Linked DNA regions of Gossypium hirsutum: region 2 is linked to region 1. Evidence: chromatin contacts called from public Hi-C data. All regions are on one chromosome and are shown on one strand. Each heading gives the region's core, a stretch centred on a gene start, on an enhancer-like site or on the middle of the called end of the contact. The rest is flanking DNA. Distances are from core to core; before and after follow the strand shown.

Region 1 (6,878 bases), core at 1,508-4,007:
GATCTCATGCGAAGCAAGGAATAGGCTTTTCTTTCTCTCTCTAAATTTCTTATCCTATAATGTGGCTCTAGCTAAGTTGTGGGTTATCTTCAGGTATGGTTCTTGTTGATTTAGGGCTCCTTTAAATCAAGTTACTATATATGCTAATTCTTACTCCATTGAAACTTTTCTGCAATAGGTTGAAATACTAAAATGGATTATTTGATCAGACATGTTTTTGGTTTTCAATACTCTTCAGACGAAATAAACAAAGCCATACGGGATTTGATATGATTTCTGCATAGTGCTATCAGTTTGGATCTACAAATACAATTCTATGGAACATCACATTGCATTGCTTATGAGGATATGCACGTACATGTTCTTATGTTTATGATATTAAATCTAATCATGTGAAGTTGCATAATGGGCTTTGTTTGCGTGTAATAGTCATTAATCAGAAATTTAGGATGAGGTGATTGGTGCCGCATTATCATGTGTTCATGTCTTGGAGGCTTGCTGGCATTCCTTGTTTTGATCCCATTTTCTTTTTATTTAATTTTTCATTTACGATTCTGTTCGAATGCTTTGTCTGGTCCAAAACTAGAAATCATATTACACAAGTGAATACGAGTCCACATTTTCCAGTTTATTTGTTCTTGTTCTAAGAACATGATGGCGATGTCGTGTTAAATACGAGTTTGGGTTTGTTTGATATAAATATGTTTATGTTTTCTGAAGTTGTATGCTTATGTCTAAAATTTTTCAAATATGGCAATTGATCTCAAGTATCAATTACAAGAGTTTTTAAGAAAAATGTAGGGTTTACAAAAACTTAGAGATTATTACCATGTATTTGATAAGGAAAGTTTAAATCTACTTTGATGACTATATTATGCAAAAACTTGATGTAGTTTGATCTGAGCTTATAAAAGATTTATGATTTTGTAATAGGACATGTTTGGATATTATAAAAGAATTTAACACATTATTTCAGAAGGTTATGGTGGAGGAGTACCAAGAAAATTTTGAATGAAATTATATATAAGCTACATGTTGAAGAGTTACAATTACTATGTTGAGTAAAAGAGAAAATTATTATAACAGAAAATCATACGAGGTTTAATTTTTAACAAAATTGGAAGAGTCACAAATAGTCTCATTTAAAACTCAAGTTCTTAAATAGAATATTCCTACAAATTAATTTGATGAGATTCAACAAATTATGCATATATCCTCTAACACTACCAAAAAAAATTACAAATTTTAGGATAATTAAAAGGTGAAGAAACCACCTCTATTTATAGTAATACAAACACTCCTCACCTTTGTATTTTTTAAATGCAACACATTATTAATTACATAGCCAGATATATTTTAAAAACCTAAAGATCAATCTACCCCTCCCAAAAGTTATAACCGCAACCCTTAAACTAGATTCTCAACTAGTGTAGTTAAGACTTGAAACCCAATAAACTTTCACAGTTTTTTAATATATACAATTGAATAACTTAACAATAAAAAAAATTGGAAGAGTTGTTAAATTAGCTTACTAATGCCTTTTGGCCTTATTGATGCCCTACTACATTTCAATCTTTAATGAAAGTTTTTCTTTTATTTGTATTATTGAGGTGGGAGAAAAAGTCTATTTGAAGATCCAACCTTACAAGCAAACTACACTAGCTTTTAAGAAGCAGCTTAAGCTTTCTTTCAAGTGCTTTTGCCCTTATTCTATAATTACCAAAGTGGGGTCAATAGTTTATAAGCTCAAATTACCAAATAGTGCTAAAATCCATAATGTGTTTTATGTTATCTCCTAAAAAAGAAAAAAAAAAAAACTCTAGGTTGCTGGTGATGGGCAACCCCTTGTGTACCTAGTTGTCATATTGGACAAGAGAATAACTAAAAGGGGAAACAATGTAGGACAATCCAAGACCATAACAATGAACCAAGGAGTTAGGCAAAGGGGATTACTACTCAAATTCACATGCACCAAGAGACAAATTATTGAAGAATGAAGGACGCAACTGGAATGTTGAGCTGGCATAATACAAAGTAGCTGTATAGGAAATTTGTTAAGCTTAGGTCATAGTTGTTGGTTATTGGTTTATGTAATTTGTAGTTATAGACCTCACTATTTATGCGTGACTATATGTGAAAATAAGCTTTATGAAATGAAATTATTAAAGGAAAAACTCTACCTTTTTTCTTCTTTCCTTCTCTGGTCTCATATCATCTTCTTTCTTCCATAACACTAACTGGAGTTTATTTTTTCTGCAGCAATACAAAGCTAAAATTCAATTAAAACAATGAGCAATTGATCACTTATATCAACAAAATGAAGTCCTATCCCTATTACAATGAAGGACCATGGAACAATAAAAAATCAAGGTTAAGATAAGTAAGGTTGGAGTGATCTTACCAAGTTCTTGAAGCTTTTAAGGAGAATTTGTTGGTTTAAGAGGGAAAAAAGGGAAAAACATTAATGAAGGTGAAAATTTGAAAGAAAATTTTTTCAACTCAAGCTTTTTTTAGCATGAATTAGTTATTTTGAAAAACACTACAAAACTAACAATAGCATTTTGGTTTGACTTGAGTTTTTAGAATTTTTAACTGATCACTTTAGAATTAGCATATTAGTATCTTATTAGAAGACTTGTTCTGATTTTTTAATAAGATTCTTAGAATCATCTGTTAATAGTCAAGATGGCCGAGTTGGTCTAAGGCGCTAGTTTCAGGTACTAGTCCGAAAGGGCATGGGTTCGAATCCCATTCTTGACAAAAATAAATTTTTACACTTTTTTATCATATTAGAAACGGGGCTTCCTATTTTTTATCATATTGATGCTTGCTGAATTTATGTGTTCGAATCCCATTCTTGACAAAAATAAATTTTTACACTTTTTTATCATATTAGAAACGGGGCTTCCTATTTTTTATCATATTGATGCTTGCTGAATTTATGTGTAGTGTTGGGCCAAACTAAATAGTCAGACTTGGAGCAAGTGTTTGAAGAGCCCGCAACTGCCAATCCTAATCCCAAAGTTCTTCCAACCACAATGAGTGGGATCCTTGTTTCAACCAAACACCCATATGAAACCATGTTAATGTCGGTTGCAATTAGCAGTTAAACCCCCCACAAAACAACAGTAGCCATACCGGAGCTGGAAAGTGAAAAAAGCCTCTTGGTTTTTGCCTTTCAAGGGTCTCTCAACCCAGCAGTAGCCATGGGAGTGAGCTTGGAAGGACAGAAGGTGATAATGGTACCATACATGGAAGCACATGTCCCAAAGTACCACCTCTGGATGCAAGACCCTGCTCTCCTTCAAGCCACCGGATCAGAGCCCCTCTCCCTCCAACAGGAATACGATATGCAGCTCTCCTGGAACCAAGACCCTCTCAGTTCTTCTCTCTCTCTTTTACTTCCTTTTCTGATTGTTTATACCAATTTCTCAATTGGGTTTTCTTCTTCTTTAATTTAATGATTAAGCTTGGTTTTCAACAGAGAAAACTTTCATTGTTTTGGATAAGGAGATGGTCGGGGAAAAGTTTGTTCATGGAAATCCTCATGTGGAAGGTCACCTCATCTACTACCTTTTTCTTAATTGCACAGAATTTAGTGAAACCCTTTGATTTCTTCAGCGTATTGTTTTGGACTGATATGGAGTTGATGGTAAACGATGATCCAGCCATGGTCGGGGATGTGAATATCTACATGAATGATTTGGATGACCCTCAATTAGCAGAGATTGAAATTATGATAGCTGAACTAAAAAGGTACTTGCTTTGCACTTCTTCACAATCAACAAAATCTATTTCTTAACTGACATCGCTCTCTTTCCTTCATACTTGTGTAATCATTTTGAATCATCAACATGGAATTTCTTGCACTTGATTCCTTTTCTTTCTAAGAATTTGTTGGGTTTGTTGCTTTTCTCTTTTTTTTCTTTTCATTCTGATTAATCATTTATGAGCAAGAGTGCTGTGGAAATTGAGTAATGGTTTAATGTAAATAGAACTTTTACACCATCGTATACAACATATGCTGATGAATACCGACTGTAATTGCCTTATTCATAGGTTTGTTGTCATTGTGTGTGTACAGCAACTGTGTCCCTTTATGTTCTTGGTAGACTCCAGCGCTCAGTTTTCGTAAGATGTTTGTATTGAATGCTTAGATACTTGATGATTCGATAATACAACTCTTGTGAGGAGAAAAGAATAATGAAATGATGGATGTTGACAATTGGCAAATAATTTACATGCATCTCAGATGAAGAAGTTAACTGGCAATTTGGATTCTCATTTCTTGCTGTTATGTGTCATGGCACATATATGCTTTCCTTACTTGTTCAGATGTACTCTCCTTTAAGTGGCTTGGTCATTCTGATATTTGTGTCTGGCTTGGTTTCGATATTTCAAGTTGAGTGTTATTCTAGTCGCATTTTTTAGGATAAAGTTGACGACCTTGTTTTTGCTGTGATAAAATCTACTAGGAAAACAAAACAATGTAGCAAAACTGTAAAGTTGATCTAGATTCCCTTTTAATCTTCTCTTATTTTTCATGCTAGAATAGCCGTGGTAAGGGCCTTGGGAAAGAGTCTGTCCTGATGATGATGGCCTATGCAGTTCAAAACTTCAGAATCCATGTCTTCCGTGCTAAAATTGGAGCATCAAATGGGTCATCTCTTAGTTTGTTTCGGAAATTGGTCTCTGTTTTGCTCTCTCCCCTTACACACTCATACTTGCATTCATGTTCTTAAAAAGCTTATTTTTCTTGTTCCTACTTTCGACACATTCATGCTAAGGCATTTGAAGGATTAATGTCCAGGCTTTTGCATGGAGGTTAAGAGATACAATACAGTAGATGCATGAATGCTTACTTGTCTTATTCTTGTTCTTGACATGCCATTACGGTTGTAGGGCTTCAAGGAGACTTCTTATAGCGAAATCTTCAAGGAGGTGAGATTTTCCTTATGCCATCAGAAGTGTTCAGGGCACACCCGTCCCTGGTTTCTTACGACATAGTAGTTGCTGAGTCTGATAGTGGGTGATCTCTTAAGTTCCCTTGTTTTGTTTTGTTTTGTTTTGTTTCATTCATGCATGACCGGTAGGTAACATTGGAATTGGCGGTGACGGAGCAAAAGCAAGAGGAGCTTCTGCAGTTGTTGGGCAGTGTGGTTACACATGCATAGCCTCCGGGAGGCCGTAATTTATTTTCCCCTAAAACTTATTAACTGTCATCATACATGTATCTGTGAGTTGTAGAAACTAGAATTGTAGATGATTCCCTGTTTTGGGAAAAGGGTTTTGATGTTTATGATGATGATCAATGCTGGAAACTTACATTTGCAATAATGATAAACAATGATGAATGGCTTTAGCATTAACTGATTAATGACAATCCACGAGGATTTTGCCACTCTTTAGTATAATGTCTGAATATATAAAATATGGTACCGGTTCGATTAGTTAGATTAAATCCTTATATTTTTTGTACATTTAAAATTTAGTCTCTTTATTTTTATTTAATAAAATTTAACCTTTCTATTTTTTTTTTCATTTAAAATGCAAGTCTAATTTGTTAACTTTATTAATATCCTTCTTTCAAATCGGAATAAATATTTCTTGTTTCAAATATCATATCAACTAATTTCATAGAAAAAATTTAATGGTGCTAATAATTAGATTTGAATTTTAAATTCTAAAAAATTTAAGGACTAATTCATAAAAATAAAAATAGTGGGATTAAATTATAAATGTACAAAAAAATATAGACTTGAAGCTTATTTTAACCTTATTAATTTTACATATATTATCCTCAACATTCACATTGGATTGGATCTACATCTGTTCAAAAATGAGGTAAGAACACTAATTTGTAATTGAAGTATGTTGAATAGTATTAAGATATATTAGTTAGTTATTAGTTGGTATATTTGTAATTTTTTCAGTTTGTCTGTTAGGTAGATAGCTATTAGTTTGCAATTGTGTAACTATTTTTCAGTTAGTTAGTGGATGAGCTAAGAAGATCAATTAGGCTTCTTATTAATATTGTTCAAGCTTAGCTAATGCATTAGAATTCTTGTATAAATTCCATAGCTCGGTCCTTTGGATTACTAGAACTGATGAAATAAAATAAGTAGTCCGATTTTTGTTTCTTTGCTATTGTTTTGGTGAGTTTGAATATGGTATCAAAGCTAGTTGATTTGCAGTCGTGAAAGGTGGTTGTTTGTTGTTAAATTGTGTGCATTTTAGGTTTTAGGTGTGGTTTTTCTATGACTCTAGAAACTGAGGTCAGTTCAAGGAATAATGTTAGTCCATAACATCCTTCTTCAAATGCTGGTGAACAAGTGAATTTTCAAGTCGTAGAACGAGTTTCATTGTAACAGCCCGTTTTTAGTCAAATTAGAACAGTGATTTTGGGACCACAAATCTGAGGTTAAAATATTTATTTTATTATTTTATTAAAGTTTACAGTATGATAGAATTACTGTGCGAAAGTTTCGTAAAGAAATTTTACTGTTTGAATGCTTAATTTGGTAAAAAGGACTAAATCACATAAAGCGTAAAACTTGTGTTCTATTAGCTAAAAGTATCTAATAGCTATAGAACAAGTAAAGGTCCTTAAGTAGTAATTAACCCATTTGAGAGTTAGTGGATGATAGTGGCATGACATTTGGTGTAATTAATAAATGTCATTAAGGTTCAATTTGTAATTAGATAAAAAAAGGTTAATTAAAACAAAACAAAAAGAATTTTGTGTCCATCTTTTTCTCTTTTAGCTGAATTTTGCAAGAAGAAAGCCAAAGAATTAGGTTTCATTCGGCTATTGATTTATAAGCTCAATTAGGTATGATTTTTGTTCTGTTTTTAATAATTTTTACGTTTTTGGGATC
Region 2 (6,878 bases), core at 1,929-4,428, 300 kb before region 1:
AAATAGAACTCCAACCTACTAAAGACATTCGAGGGTGACCATCAGTACAGCCCCAAATAAACTATCTAACTAATCTTTTGATGTCAACAATAACACCTTTCGGAATCATCAAGGACTTAATGAAGTAATTGGATACAAAAAGGAGTACAAATTGAGCCAAAATGATTCTTCCAGCAATAGATAATTTCCTAGCCTCCCAACTCTGTAATTTTTTCCTCACTTTGTCCCTAATAAAGCTAAGAGCACTCTTGGTAACCCTATCGTGCAAAAGAGGAACACCTAAATAAGAGCTAAGATTCCGGACTTCCTGAAATCCAAAGAGCTGACTGAGTTGATACGGACATCAGCTTCAGTATTTTTGGAAAAAAAATGTTGCTTTTTCTAACACTAATTTTATGACCCGAGATCTCACAAAAATAAGTTAGAATGTTATCCAATAATCGAGCTTGGTCAAGTTGAGCTTTGCAGAAGATCACCAAATCATTAGCAAAGTATAGATGGGAAACAGAAAGACCGGCACAAGAAAGACGAATTGGATCCCAGTTTCTAGTTTCTATCTATGTCTGAATAAAATGACCCAAACATTCCATACAAAGCACAAATAGATAAGACGATAAGGGACATCCTTAATGAATTCCTCTATTAGGTTTGAACTTCAGAGTAGGTATTCCATTCCATAGAATTTGCATAGAATAAGAAGAAATAGCTGTCATAATCACTTTACGTAAGAAGACAGGGATCCTAGCCGCAACCAAAGAAGCATTTATAAACTCTCAACTAACTCTGGTATAGGCCTTCTCCAAATCCAGCTTAATAGCCATCCATTTCCTCCCTTTTCGATTGCACCTCATAGAATGGATGACTTCTTGAGCTAAAATAATGTTATCAGAAATGTTTCGCCCAGCTATGAAACCAGCTTGTTCTTGGGAGATCAGCTTAGGAAAAATCACCTTGAACAGATTTGCAATCACCTTCATTACAAACTTGTAAAGAAAAGAACATAAAATAATGGGTCTAAAATGACTAAAGTCCTTAGGGTTTTCTTTTTTAGGAATAAGCACAATCAACTTATTATTCAAATCTAGCTCAATCGATCTACCATCAAAGACATCTTTAACCCACTGACACACATCATTTCCGAGGATATCTCACTGACTTTGAAAGAAGTGAGCTTGGAACCCATCACTTCTAGGAGCTTTCAAGGGAGCCATGTTAAACAATGCCCTTTTAATCTCCTCATTAGTGATAGTAGCCTAAAAAAAAGTAGACTCAGAGGCATTAAAGCTAGGAAAGCCGACATTTGGAATATCTCTCAAGATAGGGGAGGCCTCTCCGTAAAGTCTTTCGAAAAATTCCATCACCTTAAATTGCAGAATGTCATGATCTGAACACCATTCCCCATTATTAATACATAAGGTTGTGATACGATTGAATTTCTTTCTCCTCAACGTATGACTATGAAAGGATTTTGTATTCCGGTCTCCCAATTGAAGCTAATGGCATCAAGCCTTTTTTCTCCAAAGCAAATCTTCATGATCAAAAACATTTTCCAATTCATCTCGAATATCCAATTCTTTTTTGACTAAATGAGTAGATAAAGAGTGATCTAAGGCTCTTTGAATATTTTTGAGCGATCTCATTAAATTCCGCTTACGAGTACCCAAAAAGCCATAAATGTTCCTGTTCCAATCTTTAGCAAAAAAAGGTAAAATTATTTAAAGATTAAGCCATATTACCTACAGAATTCCACATTTCTCTGATAAGGTTCGGGAAATCATTATGCTTCGTCCATCTTGCTAAAAATCTGAAAAGTTTGCCTTGTGATATGCTAAGGTCTGTCCTAGTAGATAGCAAGAGGGGCCTATGGTCAGACTTAATACGAGTGAGGTGATGGACTGTGTACTACAAAAAAACAGAAACCCAAGCATCATTAGCTAAGGCCTAATCAAGTCTGACAAAAGTACCACCTCTTTTCCAAGTGAAGGATGGCCCACTATACCCCAAATCCTGTAGTACATAAGAGTCAACAAAATTACCAAATAAATTGCAACGCTTACCTACGAAGATAGTGCTTTTTTTATCTGAAAGAGATAAAATAGCATTAAAATCTCCCATAATTAACCAAGGAAAAGAATGATTAGGGATAACAGATCTTAAGCCTTCCCAAAGAAGCTTTCGTTTAGACCTATTTGGACTGACATAAGCAAAAGAAATGTAGAACAAATTATTAGGACTAAGATTATCAACATGTAAGAAGATAAATTACGGATGATTATGAATAATATGGACTTGGATAAAGCCCTTCAATCTAACCCATATGCCTCCTAAAAAACCAACAGCTTCAACCCGATGTGAGTAGTTAAAACCCAATTTATCAATAATAAAATTAGCCTTTTTACTACTCACTCTCGGTTCCACCAAGCAAACAATGTCAGGCCTGTAGTCCGCGTTGTATTCCCGAAAAGTTCGTAAAAAATTTCTACTAGCGCCCCCTTGATAGTTCCAGGAGAAAATTTTTAGATTTAAAGCCATAAAAAATTTGATATAATATAAGAAAAAAAAGAAAAAAAGTAAAGTAAACAAATCCCCAATTCTAATATAAAAAGATATATAAAATACCAAAATAAAATAAAAAAATCCATCAAAAAAACCTTACTGTTCAGGGACATTAGCTCTCTCTTTTTCCACCCAAGCTCAATTTCTATTTCATTACCAAGATTAGATTTTGAAAGAGCCGAAATACTCTCGACAAGTTGCTCCATCGAATCCTTTAGGTACAGTCTCTGGATTCCCGAAGTTTTGAAATGGATATTGTTGCCATAAAAAAATTTGGCATGTTTTTTAGCAGCTCCTCTACCTCTATTTCTAAGCACCTTATCTGAACCAGAAGGATTTGCCGGAGAAGAATTCAGAATCTTAGAAGAGGGAAGACTGTTACTTTCCTTGGCGTGAGTGCTTTCATGGAAAGCAACTTTCGAATATTTGCCGGAATCAAGATTTCCAACATCCAAAGGTACGCCACTTCTGTCTCGCCCTGCGTCCTTCGAATCTGGCCGAATAGATAAACCTTTACCTTCAAGTCGGAGACTCAAATCAGCGCCAGGTTCTATTAACAAACCTGCCTCAGCTGAAAACCACCTATCCCTTCCAGCAGCATCAGTACTTTGTTGGGCTGCTGAATTTGGATCAGCTTGATCCAATAGACCCTGGGCCTGCCCAATTGGAGTATTTCCAAGGCCCAATCCGTTAACCGTCTCCTTAAAAACCTGTGAATTTTTTTCAGCCTAATAATAGGCAGATTGGGCTCCACATTAAGTCCAATATTCTCTCTAATGAACGAGCCACCAGCCTCCATCGAACCTACCTACTTTAAATTACTATTATTAATGATTTTTTCCTTTTCTATGCAACCATTGAAGTGAGGAGCAGTATTGTTCTCAAGGAAATTACCATACATAGCTTCTTTCTCTTTGTAGTGCCTAGAATCAGGCAAATCTCCCTTATAATCCTCTTTGTGCGTATCGCTATTATTAAGGATTCTGAACCGAGATCCTTCTTTTCTAGCCTTTTGATTATCTAAGGAAATTGGCACATTTTCTCTAATTTTTCGCCTTAATTCCTTTCAACGATCATCCAAGGTCTGAAATTTCTGTCCTTTTTCTCCAAACCATCTCCGGCTGTGTTTTGAAGCTCTAATGATAAAACAGACATGGCGTTCTCCTTTTCACTGGTAGTTCTAGAATTTCTAAAAGAACAAGAATTTTCCACATGTCTGTACCTTCCATAGTGGAAGAAAATTGTTGATAGAGACTCGTATTCTACATTCTGTTTATGACCATTAATCGGAATACATGACACCAAAGGCTTTTCCATATCAACGTAAACAACCATTCTAGCAAAGCACCCCCTAGCCCTGCTATCCGTGTTCATATCCAATTTAACCACTTTTTCCAACCATTTCCCCTATTTTAGTAATAATTTTATAATTGTATAAATATCCAGGTAAACTAGGAAATCTGATCTATGCCATTAGGTAAGCCTGTGTGGGATCAAAGGTTAACGTCCAAGGCTGAACAGTCAAAATATTGACAAAAAATGATCCACGGTCCTTCAGATAATGTCTTTTCACAATCCAGCTTATTCTAAAATTTCACCAGGAAATATCCATTTTCAATGTCCATCATATGTAAATGTGTTGATGGTCTCCACATGTTGCATAATTTATTCTACAAAACCGAGAATCCAATGTTACGACCAAGAAGTTTTAAAATCACGATGTTCTTCATACCTTGAATGAGGATTTTGTGAATCTTGTCTGAGAAAGAAATGGAAGGCACCCCATTGACAACTGATTTCTGAATATCCCCATCCAAGATATCAAGATCATTTTTTCCTTCTGATCCATTGAATGTATCCTTTGACAATTGGCCGACGAGCATGTCCCTCCACGAGATAGGTTTTTCCAGAGACAAATCAATCATCATGTTATTAGTAGTATCATCTTTTTTTCCTCTGAATTTAACCTTCTTAGGAATCAACTCCTACATAATGGATTTTTCAGAAACAGTGTTTTCATAGAGAGCACTCATGTCTTTCCTTATTGTATTGAATGTTTTAAGTGGTTATGTAATGAATGGTAAATAGATTGGAATTTGTTGAATGGTATGATATGGTGAATTTATTGCAGATGTTCAATGAATTGGTATGAAAAATTGTTATATGTCTATATATGATAATAGAAACTCTTGGCATGATGGAGTGTGAATTGGTTAAATATTGAACTTGAATTCATTGTGTTCATTTGCTAATGCTAATGTTGCATTGATTTGAATCATGAAAGGACCATTGAGATTTCCCGCTCAACGTACGATTGTTTCTTTCCGTGCGTAGTTTTTAGTAGATATCAAGATTTTGAAACGTGATACAACATCCAATCAAAAGTTCTTGAATCAACAATGTTTGTATAATTCCTTTTATTTTGATATATGACATGTACCTAAATTTTGAGTTTAATTTGTATTTAAATGGTTGTGGTGAATGTTGAATTGCCAATGTGTTGGAGTCAAATTCATAACTTGTTAATGATATATATATATATGTTCATGACATAAATAGGTTGAAACGATTAGATGGTTGAAATGGATAAATTTTGATATGTTGAATGTATAATGTATAGGAATTTATGATGCAAGAGAATAAAATTGAGCATATGGAAATAATTAGAATACTAAAATGGTTGAATTGATATACATTTTGAACTAAATGGGTGATTTGAATAGGTACCATTCGGACCATTTGAAAACAAACGATCACATCGAGCTATTACCGTGACGAGATCAAGTCAATGAGTTGCATCACGATGAGGAACCCTTGAAGTCGCAACGTCAACCTGATAAATTGCAAACTTTACATTTTGGTCCTAATTCGACCTCGGGTTATCAAAAGAGCTTTCATAATCTCATATAAGACTTAAATTTGATTGAAAAACAAATTGTGATTGCGTAATGTGGTTAGCGGCACATATAAAAGGGTAAATGGATTCGTAGTTGCTCTGGCAACAAATGTGGCATCCCGTAACTCGGACTCGACAATTGGGTCAAGTATGGGGTGTTACAACTACATTAAAAAAATCTAATAATCTCCCAATTGGACTATATGTATATATTTATCACCTTATAATGGTATGTTACCATCACCTTATGATCTTAAAAGTCTACCATTTAACCAAAAATTATTCTAAATAATTTTGCTCATCAGTAATGTTAACATAGAACTATGACAACTCTCGTAAAATATATTGTAATTAAATCCATTCATGATCAAGATTAAAATTTTCATTTCCAAATGAACAAGAATAACTAAATTTGTTTAATGCTAAAATGAAAATTAAGTTTTACCTAAAAATGGTGTGACAAATAAATCTAAATAAAATCTAGTTCTTAATAATGATCTAAAAGTTCATATTGTTTCAACTTCAACCAAATTATTGTCACCTATATAAATGCATCTTTAACCATCTTTTGGCTTATGGTAATTTTGGCAACCTTGCATAGACACATTGATGTGAATTGTTGCGTTAAAATCTATTCACTGAGTGTGTCTAGGTATTGTTAATGAAGTTTTGGCACTATGGCAAAGCCTAAGGCCTTGTGATCCTTATGGCCCAAATTTGACTCCCATTTTGTATAAATCATGAGTGGGTTGTCTCCGAGTTTATTATAGCTTAAATCTCACCATGTGTCAGTCCTATTTAGAAATATTTTAGTTTGGCTTCGTATTTAGTTCGATTGTAATTTATAATGCTTGATTTTGGCTGTAGTTGATTTTTATATGTATTACTTGTAATTGTATATGTACTTGTAAACTTAAAAAAAAAGTGGGTGTCTAGGTATTGAAGTCAAATTAATCTCAAAGCAAACAAAATTAAGAAATGTATATCTCTTTGTGTGCCAAGCATGATAAATGGTATAATTCTTCTTTTGATGACCTGTTGTACACAAAAGAAACAAACATCCTTGATTTTTTTTTGTGATGTCTTATCCAAAGTTTTCACATTTTTCTTTGTATACCTCATAAAAGTTAGATTTGCCAAGAGCATACTAGTTTTAGCCTTTCTATTTTATTTTATCTTTTTTTCAATGTCGGCTATGAATTACTTTGCATGATAATCTTATCGAACATAATGCCTATGAATATTTTCAAAATGGTAAAAGGTAATCAAAAATAGGTGACGATAATTCGATAGAAGTTGAAGCAATATGACTTTTAGAATATCATAATAAAAAAAATTAGATGTGAAACGTACATAAATCCATTGATATGCTGAAATCTTTGAGTCTTGAGGTTTTGAACTTTCAAATAAGCACAACTTTTAGAGA

The links. A called contact is a pair of places that touch in the nucleus more often than the background predicts.
Region 2: a contact with region 1 is called in a Hi-C map of leaf, with 2.8 times the contacts expected there. The contact joins the enhancer-like site here to the promoter of LOC107952802 in region 1. A contact is called at or near these places in 8 of 34 Hi-C or Micro-C datasets (callus, fibers, hypocotyl and 1 more).

Annotation. Positions count from the first base shown.
Region 1 is chrA07:64,614,234-64,621,111 of Gossypium_hirsutum_v2.1, reverse strand. It overlaps LOC107952802 (N-acetyltransferase 9-like protein), which reads left to right and starts at 2,757. Exons shown (of 6, transcript XM_016887981.2): 1 at 2,757-3,381; 2 at 3,485-3,556; 3 at 3,669-3,756; 4 at 4,556-4,688; 5 at 4,903-4,941; 6 at 5,094-5,369. The coding sequence starts at 3,207. The coding sequence ends at 5,174. It overlaps TRNAL-CAG (transfer RNA leucine (anticodon CAG)), which reads left to right and starts at 2,680; the gene lies at 2,680-2,760.
Region 2 is chrA07:64,916,626-64,923,503 of Gossypium_hirsutum_v2.1, reverse strand. LOC121231922 (a long non-coding RNA gene) reads left to right here. Exons shown (of 2, transcript XR_005930082.1): 1 at 1-3,013; 2 at 5,280-5,505. Among protein-coding and RNA genes, the nearest start is that of LOC121231922, 5.0 kb to the left of the region's middle. Within about 2 kb of position 3,178, at least 9 of the 9 cell types and tissues checked have an H3K27ac peak or open chromatin away from gene starts, as enhancers often do. A contact at or near this core is called in fibers, hypocotyl and leaf, where this site is marked.